2 separate regions of the Macaca mulatta genome follow, and region 1 is linked to region 2. The links are chromatin contacts, called in public Micro-C maps. All regions are on one chromosome and are shown on one strand. The core of a region is the stretch at or near the end of the contact, and the rest is flanking DNA. Distances in the headings are between cores, read along the strand shown.

What was found. Hi-C and Micro-C count contacts between places; a contact is called where the count stands out from the background.
Region 1: a Micro-C map of CD4 T cells shows a contact between it and region 2, with 8 times the contacts expected there. The contact joins the promoter of OFD1 here to the promoter of TCEANC in region 2. A contact is called at or near these places in 4 of 14 Hi-C or Micro-C datasets (CD4 T cells, blood, cortical neurons and 1 more).

The regions. Positions count from the first base shown.
Region 1 is chrX:13,374,546-13,378,217 of T2T-MMU8v2.0, forward strand. It overlaps OFD1 (OFD1 centriole and centriolar satellite protein), which reads left to right and starts at 2,320. Exons shown (of 23, transcript XR_013412673.1): 1 at 2,320-2,698; 2 at 2,869-2,967. It overlaps TRAPPC2 (trafficking protein particle complex subunit 2), which reads right to left and starts at 2,304. Exons shown (of 5, transcript XM_077989535.1): 1 at 2,117-2,304. The coding sequence starts at 2,304.
Region 2 is chrX:13,298,828-13,302,959 of T2T-MMU8v2.0, forward strand. TCEANC (transcription elongation factor A N-terminal and central domain containing) reads left to right here and starts at 2,238. Exons shown (of 4, transcript XM_077988142.1): 1 at 2,238-2,357.

The sequences.
Region 1 (3,672 bases), core at 1,070-3,569, 76 kb after region 2:
ACTTGGCTAGGGATGGCAAATGAGTTTCCTTTCATGAGCGAATTCTAATCAACTGGTAGTGACTGCCAGGAACTGGTGCTGAGAAAGATTCTGAGCCTAAGTGTGGTCAGCAGGAAAGAATGCTGTGATCAATTATCCATGCCTGCTATGAATTTGGGGAAGTGCAGTGCCTACAGGAGGGCCAAGTATTTGCTGACTCTGGACTATACAGACTTATTCCAAACCATTCCATAGGCCAAGCCCAGGACTGCTCATTTGAAGTCACTGGGAAACTAGAAACTAAGGGGTGGCTGGCACAGCACCAGTGCCAGAGTGGCAAGATGCTCAATGAACTTGGAAGTCCCTTCTCATTTTAAGTTGCAGGCAAATGCAAGATAAAACTCATGGACTCCAGTTCCAAAGACATCCATTTTTGTAGCAAGCCTCCTTACAGCCTCCATAGAAGAGCTGCTAGAAAAACTGCCCTGTGCTCCCGACAGCAGTGGTTTCAGTTGTTCCACAGACCTGGGGTCATGAGACTAAACTGGTATGGCATGGGATATGTCTATTGCCATGAGGAGGGGCAGTAGGAATACTACTGACAGGTCTCTAATGTGACATTTTCCTATTAGTATTATAAGCAATTCTCTCACCCCTTAGAAGTTACGCTAGGTTTTCGAGAACATTTTATCTAATTATATTCATGTATTTAACTGTGGGACCAAAGGTGGGGGTGGAAGTGAGGGGGTCTTCAGGAACATTTTTTTTTTTAAACCAGTGGACAAGCGATTCTACTTAACATTTACAACATATCAACATCTTTTCAGAACACTATTTTCATCATTCCACTCAAAAGCCTTGATGCATCTCAGCTACAGGATCATGTACTAGTACTCAAAACAGAGTCCCACATTGCTCCACATGTCTTTTCTCAGCCCTGTTGTTCCACCTCTGCTAGCGTTGACTCGTTTACTTATTTTTTCTCCCAAATTCAGTTTGACTGTATCCAGTTCAGAGCTGCTATTATTTCTCTCTTCATGCCTGGAATGTTCTCCTTGATTCTGTCTGCAACTACTACCCATCCTTTAAAATCCAACTAAGCCTCTCCTCCTCTTCAATTGTTTCCAACAAAAACCTACAGGTTCTCCACCTCCTATGAAGTCCTGTCACTCTTACTGCCTCTTAAATACTTTTAAGTTTTTCACAGCCAGAGATCAAAACTCATTGTACTCATCTTCAATGCTGTACACAAAGCTGACATCCAATTTTGTCCTCACAGGACTTAGATACCGTATAAGGCTTATATTCCCAGCACACAACTCTGGAATCAGGCTAGATTCCTCACTGCCCCCAAGAAGATCGTGGCTTTTTGTTTTCTTTTAATGATTCCTTTGCTCATTTTTCCCCTTCCTGTGATGTTCTCCTTTTTGCTTACCACCCGAATCCTACCCATCAAGGCCCTGATAAAGTCACTCTTTTTCCACAGAGATGATCTGGATTACTTCCATCTTCAACCACCTGCCCTTTAAAATCTTTATCCAGTCTACAATGCATCTTAGTTCTTGTTCAATTCTCTGGCCGTAACATTTTCATTATTGCTTCTGAGAGGTTTGGTTCTTTTTCTTTCTAATTACATTTAAGCATCATGAGGACTGGCTCACCTTTACCTCACAGCACACAATGGTTGGTACTCTAAAACGTTTAGCTCTGTGGATCTCAACCCGGAGCGATCTTGCTTCCAAGAGGACATCTGGCAATATCTGGAGACATCTTTGGTTGTCACACTTGGGGGAGAAGGTGATACTGACAAAATAGAGAGCAAGGATACAGCTAAACCTACAATGCACAGGGCAGCCTCCCAAAATAAAGAATCTTCCGGCTCCAAAAGGCAACAGTGCCGCCGTTAAGAAACCCTGGATTAGCTGAATGACCCCGTGAACCGCGAAACCACAGCCCCCGAGAGAGTGGACGTTTGCAGGTGGAAGGGCCGCGCGGATGAGCTGGCGGAGGGCTGGCAGGTCCGGCCCGGCCACCCCGGGGAGGGGTGGAGGTACAGGACCAACATCCGCGTCACGCAGGGGCTAGGAAGTCCTCCAGGGACTCAAAACACCCACCCCCTACTCGCTCCATTCCCTACCTGCACCCGGAGGCCGACAACGGAAACGCAACGTCAGTTTCGGCGGAAGACACCCCGGCTCCGCATCCGCAGCCAGAACGCCTAAGCAGTTCTCGCGATACCCTGGGATGTGCTCTCGCGATACCCTGGGATGTGCTCTCGCGATACGTAGGTGGAGCTTCCGGCCGGTGCTGGGCAACCGAGCGCATGCGCCATAGCTCTTCAGAGAGGGAAGGCTGTACTTAGCAGGTTTCCGGAAGTTGCGGGATGGGCTGTGAAGCGGTCATACCTTGCCGCCTTCAGTCCCTAGTCTCTGGGCCCCCGCCCTCCAGCCGCCTTTGAGTCGTGCCTGGGTCCTCACCCATGCCTCAGAACCGTGAAGAAAGGAAGCTTGCGTGTTTGCTAGAAAACCTAGTTGGGAGTGCGAGGCAGAGAACGTTCAGCACCCTTGTTCCTCCCGAACCCCCGGGACAGAGGCAGGGCTCTGAGGGTAGGGATTCCCCTTCGTCTTGGCCCCACAGCCCAGGCTGGGCACTAAACTCGGGCCGCGGCGGGGCGAGCGAGGCGAGCTTCGGAGGAAGCTGATGCCTGATGATGGCTCAGGTAGACACACCTGCCCCTTCTCGGGGACAGGCGGAAATGAAGTCTTGTTTGTGTTCGTTAAAACTCCTTTCCCCGCTAGGCCTCTTATGGCTTCCCCGGAGGCCACTGGTCTGTTTTCAGACGTTCACGCCTCTGCCCCGCAGGTAACCTGTAACCATTTTGTCTTCTAGTCCAACATGCTCCCCGTGGCTGATGTGTTGAGTCAAGATGAACTGCGCAAAAAGCTATACCAGACGTTTAAGGATCGGGGTATACTGGACACACTCAAGGTATCGGATTTAGGCGTATCTGTGTCATAACTTTTACAAGTGTAACCTGTAACAGGTAGTTAAAATTCAGTCAAGGTTTAGGTTTTAATAATCGTATGATACATAGATTGTAATGGTCAATTACATTTTTATATTCCCGAATAACTCTCTATCCTGAAACATTACAGTCTCTTGAAAACGTTTGAGAAAATGTTGAGTTTGAGTAGTCTTAAAGGAGCATATTCAAATAATTAATTGAATTTGACAGTAAGATAGGAGGAAATGTTTATATAATGAACACAGTAAGATTAGGCTTGTTTTATAAATATGGCTTATAGGTTCCTAAACTAGTAAGTGGATTTGTAAAACAGTTGGATGAAGGACATTGACACCATATAGAAAATACTAGTGTACTGCTTAATAATAGTTTCGGAAATGAAAAATTTCATCTTTAAACTATATTGAAATGTATGAATATTTAATTTGGGCAGCGAATATCTATTAGTATACTTTATATTTGGATTAACAGCCAGGAGTAGGATTAGCTCAGCGTGTTTTCATTGCAATATGCATTTCAAAAGCATATTTTACATTTAAAATACGTAGATATATCCTGTATATGTATCCTTTTTTAATTTAAATTATATGGTGAGCATTTCCCTGTTTCCTTAAAAGTTTTTTGAAATCTTCATTTTCAGTGGCGACAGGCTTATCTTTGGATATTTT
Region 2 (4,132 bases), core at 988-3,487:
AGCTCTTCTGGGAGCCTCTGGGGATGTTCACTGGAGATACCATGTTTGCTGCTTCTCTGTCATTTCACCTGCATAAGTCTGAGAAATATGTTGCAGAACTTAAACATAAGGTTTCTGTTTCTATAATGTATGACTTTTTGTTCTATTTCCTAATATTCTGTAACTCCTGAGATTTCAAGGGAACTGTTCATTGTTTTAATCCTATGCCTTCCATACTGTGACTTATAAGAACATCCCCAGTTAAGCCCAGTGTCTGGTCCTGGTGTTTTATCAGGAAATGAACACCGGCCGGCACCTCAGAACCCAGAAAGAGGCAGTTTCTCTGACCTCATTCCATGGAAAACATCTGTAACTGTTCCCTCAGCAATGTGTAACATTAGCCTCTGGAGAAGGCCCATAAAGGATTTTGCCTCTCTTCCTTGGGAATTCGCAGGAAAGGGCTGTCTGCATGAGCTCAGAATATCTGTTAATATATTGCTACTCAGAGACTTAATAAGGATTGAAAAGAGGTTTCCGCTGCACTAAGGGAAATTTATCAAAGAGAATTCCAGAGTATTGAAGCAGCTGAAAGATGATTTTAAAACAAAGGCCTGAAAACTATGCATGATAAATTATCACAGATGTGAGTACTTTTATAAGTATTCCATTTTTAAATTGCCCAAAAGAACCAACTTTTCAGCAACCTCTTTAGAATCCATTGGCAGCCCTAGATTCATTCCAGATGAACTGGGCCAGAAATTTCTACAGCAAAGGTCAGGGAGGTCCATTCACTGACCTCCCTTCCTTGCTCCTTGGCTATAAATTCTCACTTTTCCATGCCACATTTGAAGTTGAGCCCAATCTCTCTTCCCCACTGCAAGACCCTGTTGCAGTGGTCCCTATGTCTACCTCAATGGTCCTGAATAAAGTCTTCCTTACCATGCTTTAACAAGTGACAAGTGTCATTAAATAATTTTCTTTTCTTTTCTTTTTTTTTTTTTTAGACAAAGTCTTGCTCTGTCGCTAGGCTGGAGTGCAGGGCACGATCTCAGCTCACTGCAACCTCCGCCTCCTGGGTTCAAGCGATTCTCTGCCTCAGCCTCCCAAGTAGCTGGGATTACAGGCACGTGCCACCACGCCCGGCTAATTTTTTGTATTTTTAGTAGAGACGGGGTTTCACCGTGTTAGCCAGGATGGTCTTGAGCTCCTGACCTTGTGATCCGCCTGCCTCAGCCTCCCAAAGTGCTGGGGTTACAGGCGTGAGCCACCACGCCCAGCCAAATAATTTTTTCTTCAACAAGGTATTATATAATTCTTAAGTGAAAATTGCATTACAATTTACAATGGCAAACATTTTAGCCCTGTAATAGACAGCAAGATAAAAGTAACCCCTGACAGCTCTGAGCTGACCCGGCAGTCACAGCTGGGCCTTGGTGCTCCGTGGAACATAAATACTTCACAGAACACCATCAGACGTGACCACTCTTTGACCGGATGGATCAAGACAAAAACAAGACTCCTTTGTAATCACGTGGGAATGCTGAAAAAACATAAACATTGTCCAAACCACAAAAATGACCAAACATCCCCTATCCCAGTTAATGAGTTACTGGTCTTGTCTCCCCTCCTTTTAGGTAAGTTAATGAGTCACTGGTCTTGTCTCCCCTCCTTTTAGGTAAGATTTATTATGATACTTAATCATACAATCGCCCTCCTTTCTGCCAGCACCCAGTCCAGAGTATTGGATTGGATAATCTGCTTCCCTGAACCTTTCCCCAAATTACTTTGGAGTAAGGCATCAGCATAGGAGGCTGTCACATTCGTTCAACCATCACTGTGCTTTTACTGGCCCTTTGCAGGCAAAGAATGAGAATGTGCACAGATGAGAAGTCCAGGATGCACATGACCACTCAATTAACATTTACTACTTTCATATCAACTGTTGCATGCTAGGATGTTAAAAACACTTTTTGAATTAATTACTGCGTTAAATAGATTCACATTTATGTCTACGGTTATGTGAACATCTAGCTGAACACTGTCTTGACTGTCCTGAGTAGAAGCAGAACAGGTAAGTTGTAAAGTACGTCAACAACCTTTGCTGCTAAAAAACGAAAGTGCAGTTTCTTTCTATCGGGCCAGGGGCGGGGCCATAGCTCCTCCTCCAGGAAGCCGCGCGAGCCCAGTCCCACGGCCGCCGCCGTTCGCTCTACGCATGCGCCATTTCCCTAGTGCGCATGCGCCGGGTCCCAGGCCCACGTGCGCCAGCCTGTGGGCTTGGATTGGCTAAGCCTTGAAGTTGTCCCTGTCCCGGTGACCGGAAGTTCTCCGTGGACGCTGGGCGGCTGAAAGCTCCGGAACTGCGCCTGCGCTTTTCAGTGAGTCATGCTTCAGGTTTGCCAGGGCCTGTGTCCCGCAGAAAGGCGAGCCCTTGTTCCCAGCGGAAGCCCACCCCGGCTCGCGGCGGCTTTCCGGTGCGCCCTGGGCGGCGTAGGTCCAAAGGTGCTCTCACCCCCGCCCCTTCCTCTCCGACTGCCGAGGTCGCCAGAGTGGGCTGAACCCTCGGGACTGCAGCTGCTTGTGTGCTGGGTGCTGGGCCGTCATCCCAAGATGATTAGCGGCAGGCTTTGCATGTTGCTCGACCCCACCCACCGGAACTCGAACCCGGGTTAGACCGGGCTGTTGGGCTGGTCTCTTCCTCTCGCTGCACCTTTACTAGGGGTCACCATTAAGGGAAAGGGCCCTAGCGCAGTACTGAGTGGCAGTTAAGTAACCGCTACACCACTGCCAACATTTGGCATCATTTCTCTCCATAGAGGGCGGGGCTCTCTGTGAAGCTGGGGAGCTGTAAGTGGGTTAGGGCTAGAAAGTTACACTTTCTCTTTAGGCTTTAAAGAGATCTAAAGATCTGAACAGATCTAGGTTATTATTGACTTTTTACCAACTTCTGGAAACATTGTTTCCAGAACTTTCCTCTCGTTCTTCTCAGGGTTTAGGCCATTTTTGTGCAGATGTGTGCACCTTGCTTACTATAATATTAGCTAATCTTTGTAAGTTTTTATATGGATCCAATACCATATTTCGTGCCTACTTTTCCTGGCACTGTATAAACTTTTTGGTATAGGTATGCATCTAAGCATTATCCATATTAGCATCAGTTCTAGAACCGTGGTGTCCAATAATGATAGCCATTAGTTACATAAGGCTTGAGCACTTGAAATGTGGCTTGTCCGAATTGAGATGTGCTATAAGTGTAAGACAGTGAAGTTTGGAAAATTAGCATGAAAAAGAATGTAAACTATCTCAATTTGTTTATATTAATCACGTGTTGAGATGACTATTCTGGATATACTGGGTTAAATAAAATGTATAATTTCAATTTTTATTTTTTAACATGACTACTGGAAAATTTTAAATCATATTTGTGGTTTACATGTTATATTTATGTTGCACAGCCCTGCTCTAGAAAAGGGTCAACAAACTATGACCTGCAGCCAAATCTAGCCTGCCTGTTTTTGTAAACAAGTGTTACCAGAACAAGATCATGCCTATCCATTTATGTTATTTTCTGTATCTGCTGTTGCTGCTACAAGAGCAACAGAGTTGAGTAGTCCATAGAGATTGTATGGCCTACAAAGCCTAAAATATGTACCTTCTGATCTTTAACAGAAAAAGTGTGCTGACCCCCTGCTCTAGAACAATGCCTGGTTTGGTAGATATTTTTAAGCCTTTTAATTGTAGACTCACATCCTGTTATTCACACTTACTGTGTGACAGCCATAGTTCAAAGCACTTTATCAAGACTTTCATTTAATTCTCATTAATCCTAGGATGTTGGATTTCTCCCATTTTGTAGATGAGGAAATTGAGGCACAGAATGGTCAGGAAACTTATCCAACTTGCTCAGCACCCCTCATTTCTAGGAACTGGACCTGCTTGACCTTCTTTATGCAAATGTTTTGACCCCCCAACCCCTTTTGATTAGCCCACAGTGGGCACCATGGTTCTGGTGGTGGTGGTTGTTTTGTTTTGTTTTTTTAACAAGATATATTTGAACTAGAATTTTTTGAATTATTTTTTTGAACTAGAATCGAGATGGACTTGGTCTCCTGCGGAAGAAGCCGAGGAGCACTGGGCTTAGGTGCAATGAGTA